2 separate regions of the Zea mays genome follow, and region 1 is linked to region 2. A link is a contact called in public Hi-C data. All regions are on one chromosome and are shown on one strand. The core of a region is the stretch at or near the end of the contact, and the rest is flanking DNA. Distances in the headings are between cores, read along the strand shown.

Evidence for each region. A called contact is a pair of places that touch in the nucleus more often than the background predicts.
Region 1: a Hi-C map of endosperm shows a contact between it and region 2, with 2.3 times the contacts expected there. The contact joins the promoter of LOC103643672 here to the promoter of LOC103643670 in region 2. A contact is called at or near these places in 3 of 25 Hi-C or Micro-C datasets (ear, endosperm and root tip).

What each region holds. Positions count from the first base shown.
Region 1 is chr1:254,973,100-254,976,880 of Zm-B73-REFERENCE-NAM-5.0, forward strand. It overlaps LOC103643672, which reads left to right and starts at 2,303. Exons shown (of 10, transcript XM_035964306.1): 1 at 2,303-3,153.
Region 2 is chr1:254,736,947-254,740,787 of Zm-B73-REFERENCE-NAM-5.0, forward strand. It overlaps LOC103643670 (nucleolar protein 14), which reads right to left and starts at 1,665. Exons shown (of 14, transcript XM_008666838.3): 1 at 1,323-1,665; 2 at 1,123-1,257; 3 at 824-959; 4 at 246-328; 5 at 93-152. The coding sequence starts at 1,556.

The DNA.
Region 1 (3,781 bases), core at 1,053-3,552, 240 kb after region 2:
AACTTGCCACCTTCGGGTTTCTGGAGAGCCGCTCTGCTATGATTCATCGGACTGTCTGGTGTGCCATCGGAGCAACGACTCCTGCGCAACGGTCGACTGCAACGGACACCTGCAAAAGTGCTATAGTGCGCGGACAGTTCACGCAGAGTCAGAGCAACCACCAGAAGGTGCACCGGACAGTGAACAGTGCCTGTCCGGTGCGGCACCAAACTGTCCGGTGCCCCAAAAGTCAAAGGTCCAACGGTCGAAACCGTCAGAACCCTAACAGTTGGGTGACGTGGCTGGCGACCGGACTGTCCGGTGTGCCCATCGACAGCAGCCTTCCCCAACGGTTGAATTGGTGGTTGGGGCTATAAATACCCCCAACCACCTCCACTCCAACCATCCAAGCATTCACTACTTCTCATTCAATACAAGAGCAATAGACACCACTCCAAAGACACAATTCAAGAGATCGATCCGCTCAAAGTCTCAAAATCAACTCTAGCGCATTTAGACTTGAGAGAGGATCATTTGTGTTTTCTTGTGCTCTTATTTGCTTGGCTTGACTTTCTTCTTCCTCATTATTGTTCTCTAAGTGACTTGTAATCAAAGCAAGAGACACCAATTGTGTGGTAGTTCTTGTGGGGTCTAAGTGTCCCGTTTGATTAAGGAGAAAGCTCACTCGGTCTAGGTGATCGTTTGAGAGAGGGAAAGGGTTGAAAGAGACCGGTCTTTGTGACCACCTCAACGGGGACTAGGTTCTTTAGAACCGAACCTCGGTAAAACAAATCACCGTGTCATCCGCTTTATTTCTTGGTTGATTTATTTTCGCCCTCTCTGCCGGACTTAGATTTTATTCTAACGCTAACCCGGCTTGAAGTGTGCTTAAAGTTTGTAAAATTCAGTTTCCGCCTATCCACCCCCTCTAGGCGACTTTCAGCTAAAGTGACCTAACAACCATAACTATTGTTATTTGTGTCAATGGTGCAATGCTGCTCTTGAAAGCAATGTGTGTTGATGTACTCAAGCATGCCCAACAATAGGCTGCAACACTCAAATACATAACTATTACATGGCGTTGTGAGAACCTTTTCTCTAAAATAGATACCTTGGCAGATGTCGTATCCAATATCTCTAAAGTCCTTTATATGCCTAACAAATACTCTGATCTGCTGTGTATAGAACAAAAAGCTATATCTTTATGGTACTTTTTTTACTACTGATACCCTTTACCATCTACCGTGCATTTGGGCCCGCGTAAAGACAGCTGTGACAAGCTTATTTTGGAACTTGCATAGGTTGTTTAGGCTTGCTCACTTGTTGGCTGCATGTTATGTATTTTGGTGCTTGTAAAGTGGTTTCAAAACTATATTGTGTGCCGCGTTTGCGCGTTCACCTGTTGACTGCAGGCTATGCATTTTGGTGCTTGTAAAGTTGTTTAGAACTATGTTATGTAGACAGATGGGTAAGAGCTCTGCTACATGCAGTATACCGGTTGCGCTGGTTATTTAGGTCTGCCACCTATTGGCTGCAGGCTATGTATTTATGTGCTTCTAAGGTGGTTTAGAAATATGTGGTATAGACAGAACCGTAGGGCATGTGAAGCCATTGCAACAATATCTACAATAGATTTATGCAATCTAAGTCTGAATAAAGCCATAACGGTCGGTGACTATGGAACCTTTGCTACTGTCACTATTACTAGTTGAACCCTGTATGTTGTTGACCAAATACATGTCTATTCCTTTTTTTTATGTTGAGTCATTGCAGGGCACCAGTGGAGCGTTTATATTGATCGATCTCTAGTGCAGGATAACTACTTTTTGGTGAATCCTTCATTTGACCGTTTGATCTGGTTACATCATGTACATGTTCTTATATAAACCAAACTTTTACCATCTGATTACATTTACATCTGCCAGTTTTGCGTGGGGAGATTCTACCATCCATTTTTTGGATTGTACATAGGAGCATATAACATTTGTGATCTTTTTACACTGCGCCAGGATATAACTTCATTTTTTGTTCAAGGCAAGTATAATTATTGCCTGCATGTTGTAGTTTGTATGGATGTTTGCCCTTCAACTAGAACTTAGAAGTGAAGAGTTGTGTTCTGCATTCTCAAATAGTTTTATGTTATTGCAGGGCGCCAGATGTTTTATTGTCATTAGTGTATAACCAAGTACCTTCACTACCTTAGCTAGCATATGACTCATCCTAGCTTCCATCCCACTAGATTCTAACCCTTGTCATTGATCGAAGCCTGGATAGCTTAACGGTGAGCTAGGAAAGGAGGGCCCAATATAGCTCATTATTGTTTAGGATATACGCCTAGCCCAACAAAGATCCACAGTAAAAAAAAATTCCCAATCCCTCCCGCCTCCTCCCGTGTCTGCTCTACTGCCGAGCGCCGCCGAGCGGACTGAGCTCCGTCGCCCCTGTCCACGGCCGCCGAGGCGCCTGTGGTTTTCCTTCGTATCGAAGGGTTTCTCACGTAAATGTGCTCTGTTTGTTGGTTTTCTACTCTGCCGATTCTGTTAACAGGACGAAGCTCCAGCTCCGACCCACCGTCGACTCGCCGACCAGCCGGCGCCGCCTCCTCAACTCTCAAGACTCCGGGTCTCCGCCCCACCGCCTCCCCGCCGGCGCTGCCGCGCCGAGGGCCCGAGACCCGAGCTCCTCCCTGCCCCGCGCCCCCACGGCCGCCCTGCCGAGCTCCGGCCAGGGCCGCTCAGCCGCTGGCCGAGCTCCACCCGCGCGTTCGCGGCTCTGCGCCCCCGCCAGGCCGAGCTTCGCCCGTTCGCCGTCCGCGCCTGCGGCTTCCGCAGTCCGCACAGCTGACAGCAGTCCATTCGCCGTCCGCGCCTCCGGTCTCCGGACAGCAGTGAGCGTTAGCAACACCTTCATTTTGGCGCGTCCTCCGCCACTGGCGCGAGCGCGTGGCGACAGCAGCTGAGCGGCGGTGCCAGCGTGAGCAACCGAGCAGGCGCGGGCAGCCGAGCGAGGCAGCAGCTGCTGCGCTAATGGCACGGCCGTTCTCGTCGCTGGTGGACTCCTCGTATCGCCGCAGGATCATCGAGTGCAAAGCGGCGGCTTACTCCTTGCGGCTCCCTTCCTGCGCTAGGCCGCCCGCACGCCCCCGTTTCGCTGCCAGCTCCGACAACACTCCAGGTAAAGTTCTCTGCGAAAACGCAAACTGTTTGACCTAGTCTCAGCAGATAGGAACAATCAGTCAGCAAACCTGTCTACATGTTATTTCTATCTTTCTAAGGATGAGGTGAAAGAAATCGGGTACTAGTACTTTAGTTGATCTTTCTTGTGCAAAATGCTAACCCCAGACCTATAAGAATTACCCTGACTTATGCTTTGTGCAATCACTAGAAGTGCTCATTGATTCTTGCAAATCTAAAGATTTCAGAATGCTGCTGGTTGTGCATTCTACACAAGTTTTGTCTCGATTCTCTTTTCATCTATCTGTAGCATCCATTGCAAACCGATTCCTTAACACACTTGATTAATAATTACTGTAATAATGAACATGCCAAACTCAGGGTTGTTCTCTGTTTGTCTATCAGTTCAATGAAAGGCTATCGCCACATTTCACTGGAAAAATGTACATGCATTACATATGATAGTGTGTGCTATTTCAGTACCAGATGCCAATCGTAGAGAGTAGCATTTCCTTTAGAAAATAGAAGTTAGAAGTCAAACTCCAAGCCCCAATAGATTTTCTGTGTGCTATTGTTTCTTTCTGGGTGGTATCAAATTCGCTGTTCCATTCATTTGGTTCTTTCTTTCA
Region 2 (3,841 bases), core at 415-2,914:
AGGGAAAGATATTGTTCTAGGTAACACTACCATGCCATGACACGCTAGCCAAAAAAAGGCTTGTTAAGAGTTAGATCACACACAATACCCACCTTATAAAATTTACTCTTTGAAATGATCTCCGTCATAACTTCCTTCTTGCTCTTCTGCCCCTGCTAACACAAGATAAGTAGAATGAGGTAACCTCATATGGATCACATGATTGCATTTACATCTCAATTTCTCTATGTGGCTATAAAACTCACGTGTGTTTCTTGTGGTAGATCAGTTATTGAAGGATGGTCATCACTTTGGAGAGATAAACGCTTCTTTGAGAGGACCATTTTACCTGGAAGTATAAAGATTGAAAGCAAATGAACAACATAGAAACAAAACATGAACTGATATGCATAGAAATACAATTCTTTATACTGCTATAATATTATCACCATTCTTATTATCTCCATCATTGAGGTAACAAGCTCAAAATGGCATAATTAAATCCAGCAGTTGCTTTTCGCAATGCAAACCGGTTACTACAATAACTAGTTATTGAAGCATCATACTAACACAAGATTTATAGGTCCACATCAAAATAACTTTTGTTCTACTCACAGTACTAACAGAAAGTAAGCCCAAACAAGAATATGGAGAACAAGGTGAAATCAAAAGATCACAATGCAGTCTGGCATCCAGTTCACAGTCAAAATATAATTGCATAACAGAAAAGACAAGATCATACTGCACATAATGCTGATGCTAGACACTAGACAATCTCACATGATCTAGATGGATAAACTATAACAACTGGAGAGGATTGTATTCCAGCCAGAGATAGGTGTACCTTCCTCGTCGCTCCCATCATCGAGAGGCACTTCCTCATCAAAATCATCATTTTCCGATAGCAGCACATTATGAATATTGATTTCGTCTTCATCATCATCTGATAGATTGTACTTGCTTTCTCGTTTCAACTTGGCCTAACCAATAGAAGAATGGGTTGATAAACCATAAGTTCACAACAGATACTGGTTTATGTTGGTCTCTTTTGCACCGAAGCATGTCAATGTCGGGAGAAATACTAGAGATGTCAGTGTCGCTCTTCAATTAATGAACTATGAACTATCTCTAAGCGCAACATACCAAGCGCTCGCGTTGCTGGCGAAGGATGGCCTTGTCGAACTCGGGCAGTGTGTCGTCCCTCTCGCCGATACGCCGGTCGTGGAACACGGACGACTTGGCGCTCTCAACGAACTCCTTGAGCAGCGTGTTCTCCCTCTGCAGCAAGGCAAGAGGAATCAGCCACCAATCAACCAGCGGAAAAGCAGCTAAGCAGCAGTTACCTTGCGGATGGCCTCGGAACGTGAGCGCGATACGCGCCGCTCCTCGCCCTTGCGCTTCTTGCCGAGCACGTCGAACTTGCGGCGCGACCAGATGGCCTCGAACGGGTTGTTCCGCTCCTCCGCCGCCGCGCCACGAGCCTTCATGGCCACCTTGGCCGGGCCATTCTTGCCTTTCTTCTTTCCTTTGCTCTTCTTCTTCTCGCCCGCCGCCGCCATGGGCTTCGTCTTCGCCATGTCCGGACAGGAGGACAGAGCGACGGGGAAGGTTCCGCCGCTAGGGTTTAGATGTTTCTCTGGGATTTGCGTTTACTGGACAGAGGAGCTCGCTTCTCTGAGATTGAATGTTGGGCTGGTTCATATTATGGGCCACACATGACAATGCACCGAGGGTCAAGGCCCAATAAGCAACAAACAACTTTCTCAGAACAAAAAGGTGTCATTTCTTTCCTCTACTAAAATATCATTTCTTCGATGCAAAGTGTCATTAAAATAAAAGCAGTTTAAAATTATTTTTTACAAATAAAATATTAACAACACTTACATTGTTTTTGTGTAAAATTTAAAAGGGCAGTAGGCTAGTTTTAGTGGGAGTTTAGTTTGCATTTAATAATTTGCCACGTAAACATTTAAATAGTGTGGCAATCTTTTTAAGAAGAGAGAATAAATGAGTTTTATAGATATGAAACTCGCTTGGCACTATTAAAAAATCTCTATATTAACAACATTTACATCGTTGAGAATGAGTGCCTCATCCATTTCCATTCCATTATATATGGCACTTGCAGTCGTAAAAACAACAATATAAAACTCTTGGGTCAATAATCTGATGGCATACCAGGAATTTTTCCAAAACGGGTCAATTCCCTGTATTATATTGAAAAATATACTTGTTCCTTGTGCCCACATGCCATACACATAAAAAATATACCTATATGCCTCTGAGTGGCACACAAGAAATGAATATAAAATCGGATGGCATACCAGGAATTTTTCCAAAACTCTTAGAGTATGCATTGTCAGTTCTTTGAAGCCCATATGTATAAATTCTAATAAGTATCAAAGACCCTTTCCGTGACTTGAACTCCTTGAATGTGTCATGCATGCCTAACAAGTTTGTGGCCAAATATATTACTACAAAGTTGCTCCTTCAGAAGGGGATTCGACATAACTCTCAAACAAAAGAGAAATGAAATATTTGTTAAAACCTAATAACGTCTTTTGATGTTGATGAGAAGGCTCAAGCTAATGACGTTATTTGAGAAGGGGAGCGAGGGCTATTCTAGCACCAACATGGTGTACAAAACCCCACACTGCCACACGGCAAGAACAAAACAAAGAATAAGCCTTTCAATGCCAAACCAACAAGTACCTTCAAGAAGAAGAAGAAAGCAAAGTTGTTTTGCTTAAGCTGTGGAGAGCTTGGTCATTTTTTCTAAGTGTCCGGATTGAGCGGATTGCAAAATGAAAAAAGAAGAACGTCAACATCATGACTATTAGCAATACTGATGATGAGACCGCCCATCCGGACAAACAGTTCCTCTAGAGACTCATAATATGGCTTGCTTACTTGGAGGAAGCCATTCACAACACCAGTTTTTTTCCCTCTTGTAATTCCTGTAGTCAATATGAAATGAACTTTCCTACCCACTGTTCCAATTTGTAGATTGTTTTGGTTTTTCTATACATGGTTTTTTACTACTCTACATCTAGATATATTTGGAATCTGAAAAAATTGAACGAAATAGCACTGAAATGTATGCAGGTGGTACCCAATTACTCAGTCGACGTCTGCAAACATCTTTAGCCTCAGCCCGGTCTTTGGTGCCATCATATATTTTATCGTGTAAAATGTTTTTAGATCATTTCAACTAATTAACTCCCCTAAATACCATATTGTATTTTTTAAAAGGAAAAGATTATACAGTACTTTTACATGATGAGAATATTCATCCCTACTACCTAAAAATATATAGAAAAGAGGCATACTGATACATCATAAGTTGTGTAGTTTGGCACATCTCCCGAGTGGAACTCCATATCATCTAGAATCAACCGCATCGCAACAGAGGAAAAACATTACTCAACAAAACAGTATTGAAACAAAAAGCAGTCATGCATATTTATTAAAGTGATAAAGAACTAAAGGAGTAGATAGAGAACCATTCCTAGAATGGTTAGAAAGAATTGTGAGACTTCTTTAAGCATTTGACACTTTGACTATGAAGCAACTATGAGCATGGCAAAGTTGCTCGCATAGTTGGACACAAAGATATGTACCGGCCCATCCTCCGCGGAAAAGCTCATATATAGAGTCAACATCGCACAAACTTTAAACATCAAACTAGGGATGGCAATGGGTATAAATCCGTCGGGTTTTGCCATCCTAGACTTCGTACCCATGAAAAATATCTATACCCATTAAAAACGCATACCCATGACGGGTTTGAAATTTTGGCCAAACACGTACCCATCGGGTTACCAGGTACCCACAGTTTACCCGCGGGTTTCATCTCCAACAT